2 separate regions of the Muntiacus reevesi genome follow, and region 1 is linked to region 2. A link is a contact called in public Hi-C data. All regions are on one chromosome and are shown on one strand. The core of a region is the stretch at or near the end of the contact, and the rest is flanking DNA. Distances in the headings are between cores, read along the strand shown.

Evidence for each region. A called contact is a pair of places that touch in the nucleus more often than the background predicts.
Region 1: a contact with region 2 is called in a Hi-C map of muscle, with 9 times the contacts expected there. The contact joins the promoter of RMDN3 here to the promoter of RPUSD2 in region 2. A contact is called at or near these places in 2 of 3 Hi-C or Micro-C datasets (blood and muscle).

The regions. Positions count from the first base shown.
Region 1 is chr7:35,150,821-35,156,560 of mMunRee1.1, reverse strand. It overlaps RMDN3 (regulator of microtubule dynamics 3), which reads left to right and starts at 3,644. Exons shown (of 13, transcript XM_065940155.1): 1 at 3,644-3,833; 2 at 4,077-4,270. The coding sequence starts at 4,084.
Region 2 is chr7:35,006,709-35,012,508 of mMunRee1.1, reverse strand. RPUSD2 (RNA pseudouridine synthase domain containing 2) reads right to left here and starts at 1,350. Exons shown (of 3, transcript XM_065941082.1): 1 at 716-1,350. The coding sequence starts at 1,342. CCDC32 (coiled-coil domain containing 32) reads left to right here and starts at 5,516. Exons shown (of 4, transcript XM_065940525.1): 1 at 5,516-5,606.

The DNA of each region.
Region 1 (5,740 bases), core at 2,395-4,894, 140 kb before region 2:
TTAACACTGTACCACCAGGGAAGTCCCCCACCCTGCTTCTTTATATCTCAAGCCTTCAGAGAGGTGGATCTGAGATTTGTTCTCCTGTCTTCTGGCTTGGCTGCCTTGTTAATGAATTCTTTTTCTGCTGCAAACCTCTGTGTCTTAGCATTTGACTTGCCATGCTTTGGGCAAACAAATCTGGTTTGGTAACAAAAGCATTATCAATGTGGCAGGGGCTGGATATTGGTCATTCCTTATTTCCTTCCTTCCTCCATACAGCTTTTATGGATGGTCTTTGCATTAGAGCTGTACTAGGCATAGGGAATACCCACTCCAGTGTTCTTGCCTGGGGAATCCCAGAGACAGTGGAACCTGGTGGGCTGCCATCTATGGGGTCACACAGAGTTGGACACGACTGAAGTGACTTAGCAGTAGCAGGCATAGGAAATGGATCAGGCTTGAACTCCATCCTGGAAGAGTAAGCAGTCCAGTAGGTAGAGAGTCTAGAAAGCAAATATTTATGGAACCAATTGTAATAGAGGTAACCAAGCCTCAAAGGCAAAGAAAGAAAAGATTAATTCCATTAAGGAATTAATTAATTAAACAGGTTTTTATTCCCTCCAAAGTAAAAATACTAAGTTTTTTCTTATTATGAAAGAAATACATGCTTATTTCAGAAAAATGAGGAAAAATATGGAAAAGATATTAAAAGCATTCCTTTCTCACCACCAAGACAACATACTGAATCTCTTAGTGTATCTCAAGAGGTACTAATACTAATGAAACTGAATCCTTAAAAATGAGTAGCTGGAAAAAAAAAATCAGTAGCAGATATTGGTGAAGTTTTTTATTTAAAGGCCTTCACCACAGCCTCTGGAATTTTCTTAAATTTTATTAATTTTATTTATTTTTGGTTGCGCTGGGTCTTCATTGCATTGTGAGGGCTTTCGCTAGTTGTGGTGAGCAGGAGCTGTTCTCTAGTGCAGGCTCAGTAGTTGTTACACAGGGCTTGGCTGTTCTGCAGCACGGGGAATCTTCCTGGACTAGGAATTGAACCCATGTCTCCTGCATCAGCAGGCGGATTCTTAACCACTGGCCCACTTAGAGAAGTCCCAAATGTACTGCTCTATGTGTAAAATATCTCACAATTAAAAAGTAAATAAATATAATATCTAGTCAAGGATTTGGGAGGACTGGTTTAGATATTTTGACTCCCACTAAACTAAAATTTAACTTTTAAGAAATGCTGACAATAAAATTAGAACCATAATCCATAAAAAATCTTGTCTTTAATTTTTTTCAAATATGTATTTATTATTTTTGACTGCATTTTGTCTTAACCAGGGATCTTTCCTTAAGATGCATGGGCTCTGTAGTTTTGGTGTGCAGGCTTAGTTGCCCCGAAGGCATGTGGGATCTTTTTTGTGCGTGTGTTGTATGTGTGATTAAGCCTTTTTTTTCCCCCAATTATTTTTATTAGTTGGAGGCTAATTACTTTACAATATTGTAGTGGTTTTTGCCATACATTGACATGAATCAGCCATGGATTTACATGTGTTCCCCATCCTGAACCCCCCTCCCACCTCCCTCCCCATCCCATCCCTTTGGGTCACCCCAGTGCACCAGCCCCAAGCACTTGTCTCATGCATCCAACCTGGACTGGCGATCTGTTTCACACTTGATAATATACATGTTTCGATGCTGTTCTCTCAGATCATCCCACCCTCGCCTTCTCCCATAAAATCCAAAAGTCTGTCTATACATCTGTGTCTCTTTTTCTGTCTTGCATATAGGGTTATCATTACCATCTTTCTAAATTCCATATAGATGCGTTAGTATACTGTATTAGTGTTTTTCTCTCTGGCTTACTTCACTCTGTATAATGGGCTCCAGTTTCATCCATCTCATTAGAACTGATTCAAATGAATTCTTTTTAATGACTGAGTAGTACTCCATTGTGTATATGTACCACAGCTTTCTTATCCATTCGTCTGCTGATGGGCATCTAGGTTGCTTCCATGTCCTGGCTATTATAAACAGTGCTTCGATGAACATTGGGGTGCACGTGTCTCTTTCAGATCTGGTTTCCTTGGTCTGTATGCCCAGGAGTGGGATTGCTGGGTCATATGGCAGTTCTATTTCCAGTTTTTTAAGGAATCTCCACGCTGTTCTCCATAATGGCTGTACTAGTTTGCATTCCCACCTACAGTTTAAGAGGGTTCCCTTGGCATGTTGGATGTTAAGATGTTCCCTGGCCAGGGATGGAAGCTATGTCTCCCGCATTGGAAGGCAGATTGTTAATCACTGGACCACCGGGGAAGTCCCTATGTGTTGTTTACTTTTTAAGTAATTAATTAATTTTTGACCTGTACTGCAGGGCTTGTTCGATCTTAGTTCCCCATCCAGGGGTAGAACCTGAGCCCCCAGCAGAGGAAGCACAGAGTCATAACAATTGGAAAGCAGGTGATTCTCTTTTTTTTAGTTTCTAACACTACAAGTTGCATAAAACCACAGGAGTAAAATAGATTTATAAAAGTACAAGTCACAGGTGGTAGAAAAAAATGGTTAAAACAAAATCTGAAATGCTATCAACCAATTTAAGCAATCAGAGATCAACTCAAGTTTCAGCCTCATGCAAACATTTAAAATGTTATCATTAGAGGAATTAATTTAATGAATTTAATTTTCATTCTGGATATTAAAAACAGTTTTTATAAGCCTGTCCCTGTTTAATGTTACAACGACAATTTAAGGTTTAAGATTTTTTTTTAAATGATGGGGTGTGCATCTACAATGTAAGTTTTTCAGATGTCAACTGACAGAAGCTGGCCCTGGGGACTCAGGGCCTGTTGTGGATAACCAACAACTTACCTGTTTTAAATTGAATTGCCAAAGGCACTATTGCGTTGAGATTAGTAAATGATTTGAGTAAAAATACGTAAACAAATTGAGCTGAAATCAAATAAAGTCTGAGTTTTGACCGAGGGTTAAGGAAAGGTGGAGAGGGGTGGCGTTTTCCAGGTAGGGGTTCAAGACAGAAAGAGCAGTAGTGGAAAAGGTAGAAACGTTGAGTATGCGGAGCACATTCCGGGAACACTAAGTAACCTGGTGTGATTGGGGAAATGGAACCTCAGCTGTAACCTGGTGTGACTGGAGGAAAATGGAACCTCAGCTGGCCAGACCATGGAGTTACTGCTCTGAGCATCCACTCCACGGAATCTCTCAGCTTTCCCCCGTTTGTGCGTGCTAATTCGCTCAGTTGTGTCCGATTCTATGCGACACTATGGGCTGTAGCCCTCCAGGCTCCTGTCTAAGATTCTCCAGGCAAGAATACTGGAGTGGATAGCCATGCCCTCCTCCAGGGGATCTTCCTGACCCAAGGATCGAACATCTCCTTACATCTCCTGCATTGGCAGGCAGGTTTTTTTTACCACTAGCGGCGCCAGCTGGGAAGCCGGGTCCCCCTTTACTCGGCTTCTAACCCATTCTCGGTTCGCCTTTCGAGATCTCTGCTGGCTCCGCCCCTCTGACTGTGCCTGTGGCCCCGCCCCCTAGAGAAAACCCTGGCCAAGAGGTGGAGTCTCGAAGGTCTGCGCAACCCCCTGCCTTCTTATAGGCGAGCGAGGCAGCTAGTTGGCACCGTTTGATGACGTCACGGTCATTGACAGAGAAGCCGCGGCCTTCGCCAAAGTAGCTAGCAGCAGGGTAAGAGTCTGAGTTGAGGTCCAGGCAGGCTGGGCGCCTTCAAAGTGCGCGGCGGGAAGGCCAGCGGTTTGTGCCAGGGCGGCGGGTTTGCGGTCTGCAGTGTCGTGAGGCTGGAGGAGGAGTTGGAAGCCGTCGACCTGACTCCGGTATCAGGGTTAGGGGGCGTGTTGGAGGGTAGGCTGCGGAGGGCCGGGTGGGCGGCGTGGTAGTCAGGCCTGGGGGCTAGCAGAAACCTTAAGGTCGGGACTAGGGTGAGGGTGGCGAATGCTTGGGGCCTGGGCAGGGAGGGTATCTTCAAGGGTTCGGCTTTGGCGATGGGTGGACCACACTCAACGAATCTCTCTCGTTTCTTTCGCCCGCTTGCTCCTGGTGGCTCACGCGGGCTGCAGGTGTAGCATGTCTAGTCTGGGGACCTTGGGTGGCGCACGCGCCGGGCTCGGACTGTTGCTGGGCACCGCCGCGGGCCTTGGATTCCTGTGTGCCCTTTACAGCCAGCGGTGGAAACGGACCCAGCGCCGCGGCCAGAGCCAGAGTCGGTCCAACTCTCTGGATTACACGCAGACTTCAGAGCCTGGACGCCAAGGTAGGAGCGGGGCTATTGAGGCCTCAGGGACTGTTGAGGGGTGGGCTTGGGGTCGGGGCTGCTTGTAGCAGAACCTGCAGGGCAGGACAACAGAGGAAAAATTAGGAGGGGTGGGTGCGGGGCCCAAGAGTTTCTTTTCAAGTTTGGGGAAAGTTTATCGAAAAGGAAAAGCAGTCTTCCACCACTGTCGTCTTTTTCCTGTAATCGCAGGAAAGTATATAGTGAAAAGGCTTAGCTTTCACTTTTAGTTCTGGCCGCAGAAGTGCTGTGTATGTATTAAAGTTACTTGCTTAGTGTGGTTGAGGTGTTTAATAAGTAGAGGAAAGGCCCAAAAGAAAGTAAAAAGAGAAACTAGTCTCGGAGGAATTAAAATTTCTTGAGGCTTATGTGTTAAATTAGGTTAACATTAACATTCGAAGGCACCTTGAAGACTGTATAGTTCAAGTTGTGTGTGTGTGTGTGTTTTTTAATCCTCCTTATGAGTAAGTTGAGGTTGAAAAAAGTTGTGTAACTTTGCCGAGGCTGTCACAGTAAGTGGCAGGATTGGGCCTGGTCACCTGGTCCTGTGGAGTTCCCACAGCATGGGGTCGGGAGTGCACTTACTGCAGTTGAAGCTGAATGTGGCTGAGAGCCAGCCACAAATGGTTAGTACTTACAGTTTTGGAAAACTTTAATGTTAATCAGAGCAAGGCATCTAGGGCTCGGCCAAACCACTGCCCTCATGTGTGTGTGATAGAAGAGCACTCAAGTCATCTTGCCTCATGTTCATTGGGAACACATGTTTCCTCTGATGACCAAATGCCAGATGGTTCGGAAAAGTTAGTTTTCGAAGAGTCTTAAGAGTTTTCACCTTAGATTGCAATTGTCTGTCAGCATTTTATAAGCTGGTAGTAACCTAGTGCTGCAAATGTGCTTACCCTTCCTTTCTTTTCCTATTTTATTTGTTGGTTTGTAATTTCTTAGCTGTAGTCTTTCTTCTACTGAGGTTGGGAGATGGTGGCCACACTCCCAGGGATCTTGCTTTACATACTGGAACATTGTTGGGTCTGTACAGTAATCTAGCCTTTATTGTTACTAGATTTCCTTTAACAGCTTTATGCTTGCTTGGACTGTGGGTCCTGCCTTTCTGGTTTCTTTCCTGTTTTTACATTTCCCAGTCCACTTGTCTTAGGTATCAGTTTTCTAGCGTTTACTTTTAGAATTTGCTTAGATCTCAATTCAGGGCTTGGCGATGATGTTTTTTTCCATTGGGGTTTGGGTGGGTTTTTCCCACTGTACCTTTTCTCTCAGTGACTGCTTCTGTTTACCTTGCCACTCTCTGATAATACTAAATGAAGCTCTTGAGAGGAAAGAGTGTTCTTTGCTGTTCTTTGTGAAGTGCAAGATCAGAATTTGAGTAAGCTCAGTTTCAGTTTTGCTATGTGGTAAGTATTGACTGCCTGGGATTTGGGCAGCAGGGCAGCTATCCTG
Region 2 (5,800 bases), core at 101-2,600:
GGTGTTGGAGGTGGCACTGTGTCTTACCTCTATGAGGTTGATCTTAGTTTCCTCGACTTCCTCACAGGTAAAATGAGGTGACAGTATCTACTCCACAGGGTTGTCATTAGAATTAAATGTTAAAGTACATAAAATGCTTAATGCTGTGCCCAGCACACAGTCAGGAGATATAAATGATAGTCTCGATTATTACTATTTGTACAGAGATCTACAATGCAAGGCAGAAAGCCATCAGTGCCAGTGCCACAAGACTGCATAAAAGGAGCTGTAAGAATTCCTGGTGCTTCCCTGGTGGCTCAAACAGTAAAGAATGGCTGCAACGCAGGAGACCAGGATTCAGTCCCTGAGTTGGGAAGATCCCCTGGAGAAGGAATTGGCAACCCACTCCAGTACTCTTGCCTGGAGAATTCCATGGACAGAGAGGCCTGGCAGTTCATGGGATCGCAGAGTCAGACACGACTGAGCGACTAACTTTCACTTTCACAAGAATTCCAACTTCTGTGCCTTGGAAACAGCAAAGTCGCTTTGATGGAAGGGATAAGGGGGCTGAGGTCTGAAACATATGGGCAGTCTACCTGCGGAAATGGAGCAGTAAAAGAGTGTTACAAGTTAAAACAAGAACGCTTCAGAATGACCCCGAATTTACTCCGGTACCTATGCCCAAGTAACCGAAAAAACCATGCCCCCTTTCGGGCAGGCCCCATCAGGACTCCACCTTGAGCACAATGCTGAGGTCCTGTACCGGCTCCTCGTTGAGGTGCAGGCGTCCCGCCCGGACAGCGGCCTCGTAGTAGGCCAGGGGCTGGGCTCTGAACTCCGTGCCAAAGACGTGCAGCAAGCTGTGGCCCACCCAGCGGCCTTTGCAATAAGTCCGGAAGTCAAAGTAATAGGGCCGCACTTTGCGCAAGCCGCCTTCAAAGTAGTAGCTGGTCTCAGCAAAGTGTTCATCGCCGAAGCTAACCCCTGCCCGCCGCTTCTTCGGCGGCGGCACAATGCGCTCTCCAACCGCGCCCCGCCGCTTCTTCCGCTTGCCAGGGCCCGGGGCTGCAGCCGGGGCCCGCTCCCCGTTTCCTGAGGGCTGCTTCGCGTCCCCCGAGACCGCCTCCTCTTCTGAACCCGCCGGCTCCGGGTGCCCAGGGGGCTGCTCACCCCTCGCGTCGCCGCCCGCATCTCCGTTTTGCTGAGCTGGAGCCCCCAGCCCGCTCGCTGCCTCAGCCCCGGTCGAGAGTCTTTCCGCCATGGGTCCCCTACAGGCACCCCAAGTCCTGGCAAATGCGAGGCACCGGAGACGGGAACACACTTGCCCAAGAACCGGGAGCCACGACCGGCCTCCCAGCCACATGACCCAGCGGCCGCGGCCTCTGGGTCGCGATCTGAGGGCGTCACTCAGCACCAACCAATCAGTGAGACCTAGTGCCGAGGCGGGACCGCGTTGAGAACAGGCGTGAAGGAGGTAGCTGAAAGAGTTGAGAGCTGTAAGAATGACTCATTAAAAGTGTAGATTCCTTGTCGATATGCTCGAAGTTCCTTTATTCTGGAAAAACTCTTGAAAGAGTTATTAATATTTCAAAACAAAACAAAATGAAGATTGCTAAACTCTGAATGTACTAAGAAGCACTGCGTTGTATATTTTAAAGGGTAAGCATATTTTGTGACTTATAACTCAATAAGGGCTTGCCTGGTGGCTCAAACGGTAAAGAATCTGCCTGCAATGCAGCAGCCCCGGGTTCAATCCCTGGGTTGGGAAGATCCCCTGGGGAAGGAATTGGCAACTCACTCCAGTACTCTCATCTGGAGAATTCCATGGACAGAGAAGCCTGGCAGGCTACATTACAGTTCATGGGATCGCCCAAAGAGTTGGACACTACTGAGCGACTTTCACTTTTCGTAACTCAATAAAGCTGTCATATATGTAATTAAGCACACACACCCCAGAAAAAAATATTTTTACATTTGTCCTTCTCCTTAACATCATGAGGACTGGAGATCTCCCATTTGCCTTCCCACGTGGTCCTGTCCTGAGATTAAAATTCCAAGTGGGTCAGAAGATGTATTTGTCAGAATTCTTAAATGCAAAATACTGAAACCAACTCCAGTTAACTTCATAAGAGATGGAATTATTGAAAGGATATTGGTGCCTCAAAGGATTCATAAGAGAGCTGGAGAACAGGCTCAGAAACAGCCAAATCAAGATAAGCCAAGACCTCTGAGAACCAGCCACATGACAAAAGGGTCAATCTTATGGAGTGTGAATTATATTTCAATAAAGTTTTTTGTGTTTGTTTTTGGAAAGAGTGTCTTTCAGAATGCGTCTGAAACACAGACAAGAAGAAAGCTATAAGAGAGGTCTAGAGAGGGAGTCCTTGTGGAATTGTATAAAGCCTTGCTGCTCAAAATGTGGTCTGTGGATTAGCAACGTGGGAAACATCCAGCAACTTGTTGGAACTGCAAAGTCTTTTTCCTCTTCCCTTCACAGCCCCTGAGTGAGAATCTCCATTTTAACAAGATCCTCAGATGATCTGACTGCATATTCAAGTTTGGAAAGCACTGACATAAACCAAGCAAAGTAGACTGTTCTCATACCCTTTGGACATCTAGCGTGTTCTCAACACTCTTCTTTGTGTGGGGAATTTCCCACATGAAGTACTGTTTCCAAGAGGTAGGATCTAGAAACTGGCCTTCCCAGACTCCCTAGCAACTTGGGCATCCATCACCTGGGCTCCTTTGATCAGGCAGGGCCTTTGGTTTAGAGGCATAATAGCAGAGGAAGCAGGCAGTGTGGAATTCATGTCCTACAAGATAGCATTGGAGGGATCTGCATATTGCTATATGGAGTTATACTGGGGACTCACAAGGGGGAAGTTCCTGTGTCCAGTGCCCAGCTGCAGTATCTACATTGAGTGGCACTGGGTGCTCCCTGAGAAGTCCTGGACTGAGGTTTAGAAACTCCTGGCTATATAGACTCCAAGTCTGACTCTGGCCCCTCTTGAGATTCTGTTTACTGTTTAATATACTTTAATCCTGTGGTCAACTGAATAGTCATTAGCCATATGTGGCTATTTAAATTAATTAAAGTGAAAGAAAATTTAAAATTCAGTTATTCAGTTACAGAAGCTGCATTTCATGTGCTCAAGAATCACATAAAACTAGTGGATACCTTATTGGACAACTCAGATACGGAACATTTATATCATTACAGAATTTATATTGTACAGAGCAGCTTTAATTAATCCCTTTTACTGCTTAAACTGGCTAGAATGAGCTCTATTGTTTGAACTAAGAACTCTACCTAATTTACAATAAGAATTTAAGCCTTTAAGAGCAATGGGGAATTATCAAAGAGTTTCCGGCGTGTGTGTTTGTGTTTGTTTGTGTGTGTGATGATCCAATTTGTGTGTGTGTGTGTGTGTGTGTGTGTGTGTGTGATGATCCAATTTTCATTCCAAAAAGATTACCCTGGTTGTCACTTGGAGAAGAGACTGAAGAGTGAATCACAAGGTCTAGCTCCAGTTCAGTGTAGTCTTTTACCAAAAGGTTTCTAATTTAAACATTCAGACACCAAATAAATTTTTAACATTTGCCAAGCATTACTTGGCTTCAGAGATACAAAGGTAAGAAACACATGGTTCCTGACCTTAGTGAAGGCCTAGACTGGTTGAGAATACAAATAAAAAACATATTTGTACTAATCATACTGTGGGAAAACAGATACCTAAGATAGAAGGATATTGACTGCTGTCATGTGGCTTCCAAGTGTGAGCAGTTCTTGGGAAGAGGAAGATCATCAGGCTTATGGTATCAGCTTTGCAAGTCCAGGATCTGGTTTGGATTTATTCAGCACATACACTAATTAAACTCAGACGACATGGATGAATCAATAAGGGTGTGCTGTGCTCAGTGGTGTCCAACTCTTTGCAACTCCACGGACTGTACACTGTCAGGTTCTCTGTCGATGGAATTTTTCAGGCAAGAATACTGGAGTGGGTTACCATTTCCTTCTCCAGGGGATCTTCCCAAGCCAGGGATTGAAACTTCGTCTCCTGCATTGGCAGGTAAACTGCTTACCACTGCACCACCTGGGCAGCCCTATCAGAAAAGGTGACTATTTGTTAATTTACAACTGTCACTTTAAGTTGAAAGGTGTATTCAATTTTACATCAGCCACCATTTGTGCCTAATGTTAAAGGAACCCTCATACTGGTATCAAGATATGTAAGATACAGGTGGCCAAATTTGAAATCAAGAGGGTATTCTTTGGTGAGCGGGAAATTAGAGAAAACTTCATAAGTGAGTTGAAAGGCTATGCAGCAGTTCAATGAAGCACCCATAAATCTATGACAGTCATCCTTTCTATGAATCAGATGCTACAAGATTCATGTCCCCAGGTCAGGCAGCAGTTGGAGGACTCTGGGAAACTGCCCATCCTCATATTCTTTATGAATAAGCATTGGCAAAATATTGCCTATTATTTGCTCCTTTGTTTTCTAACTTTCTCGCTTTCCACTTCCTTCTGTTTGCATATTCTCAGAATGGTCATAAATGTAAGTAAAAGAGTACCTTGTAGTTCCCTTTCACATGGTGGTAGTTATCACCACCATAGCCACACTGAGTAGTTTCAGACACATCTAGAGACTATACCCTCAGTCAAGCTACTTCTACAGATGGGTGGCTACTGTCTTTTTTCACATATATCTTTGTGAGACAGTAATCAGTCCTGGAAATTGGAGATCAGGTTGGGAGGGTTATGTCTCAGCGAACCCCTGAAGGATATCAAAGGTCATCTTCTTAAAAAAAAAAAAAAAAAAAAAAAAAAAAAGGCCTTTCTGACACGCACCTCCCATGACCACTGGCTCCTTTATGTACTCTGGCCACGTTTCCGTCATATCTCTCTAACTCTTTGCTGTGATTTGTAAACGTGTCTGTCTCCATGGCGCTTCCTCCTAAGCCATAAAGCTGGGATCCATATCAAGTCTTACCTGTCTTGAATTCCCGCTTAACACAATGCCTGGAACACAGCAGAACTTGATGCTTATTGACTAAATTAATGTGGGACAGCGTCATAACTGGTGAAAAGGTCATGGATCTCCTGTGGGAGTAAGGAAAGTAATCGCCTCCGTCCCCCATTCAAGGTGCATACATAAGTTCTCTAATTTACATGTCGAAGGTCTGAAATTTTCGGGGACCAACACCAGTCCAGAGAACTGCTGAGGAGACTAACTTGCTCAGGGAACCAAGAAGAGTCAGGGCTTGGAAACTAGGCTTTCCTATCCGGGGAGGAAACACGTGGAAAGCGGTGTCCGCGCGGCTGGAACGCCCTGATATAGGTGGAATCAACCTGGCCCCCTGGAAAACAGGGGCGGTGGGTGTGTTCTCTATCGTATCCAGGCAACAACAGTCCCGCCCATCGTTTCCGAAGCGCTATGCGGCTCACTTCCTTACCCAGCTCAGCTCCTCTCGACCAATCGACGCACAGAACATCGCTAGGTTGGGCGTTGGTTGGAGGACTCCCGGGATCCGTCACCTGGAGACTCCGCCTCCCTACTTCTTCCCTGCTGCCTGCAAAGAAACTGAGCTGAGCGTTTGCGGGCTGCTGGCAGGCGGTCGTGGTAAGGGGAAGAGGCGCAGGGCTGCGCAGCGTTTTCTATCCCTGGCTCCGGCCGCATTCCGAGATACCACAGAGGTGCCTCGGGGCCTGAGTCGTCCCGCCTAGCCAGTCCTTGAGGCTGGAGTGATTGAGGCCCCGGATCTGGACACGAGGGTTCTTTCTCCGCTCTGGACGGTACTTCCTAGTGGGGACCGG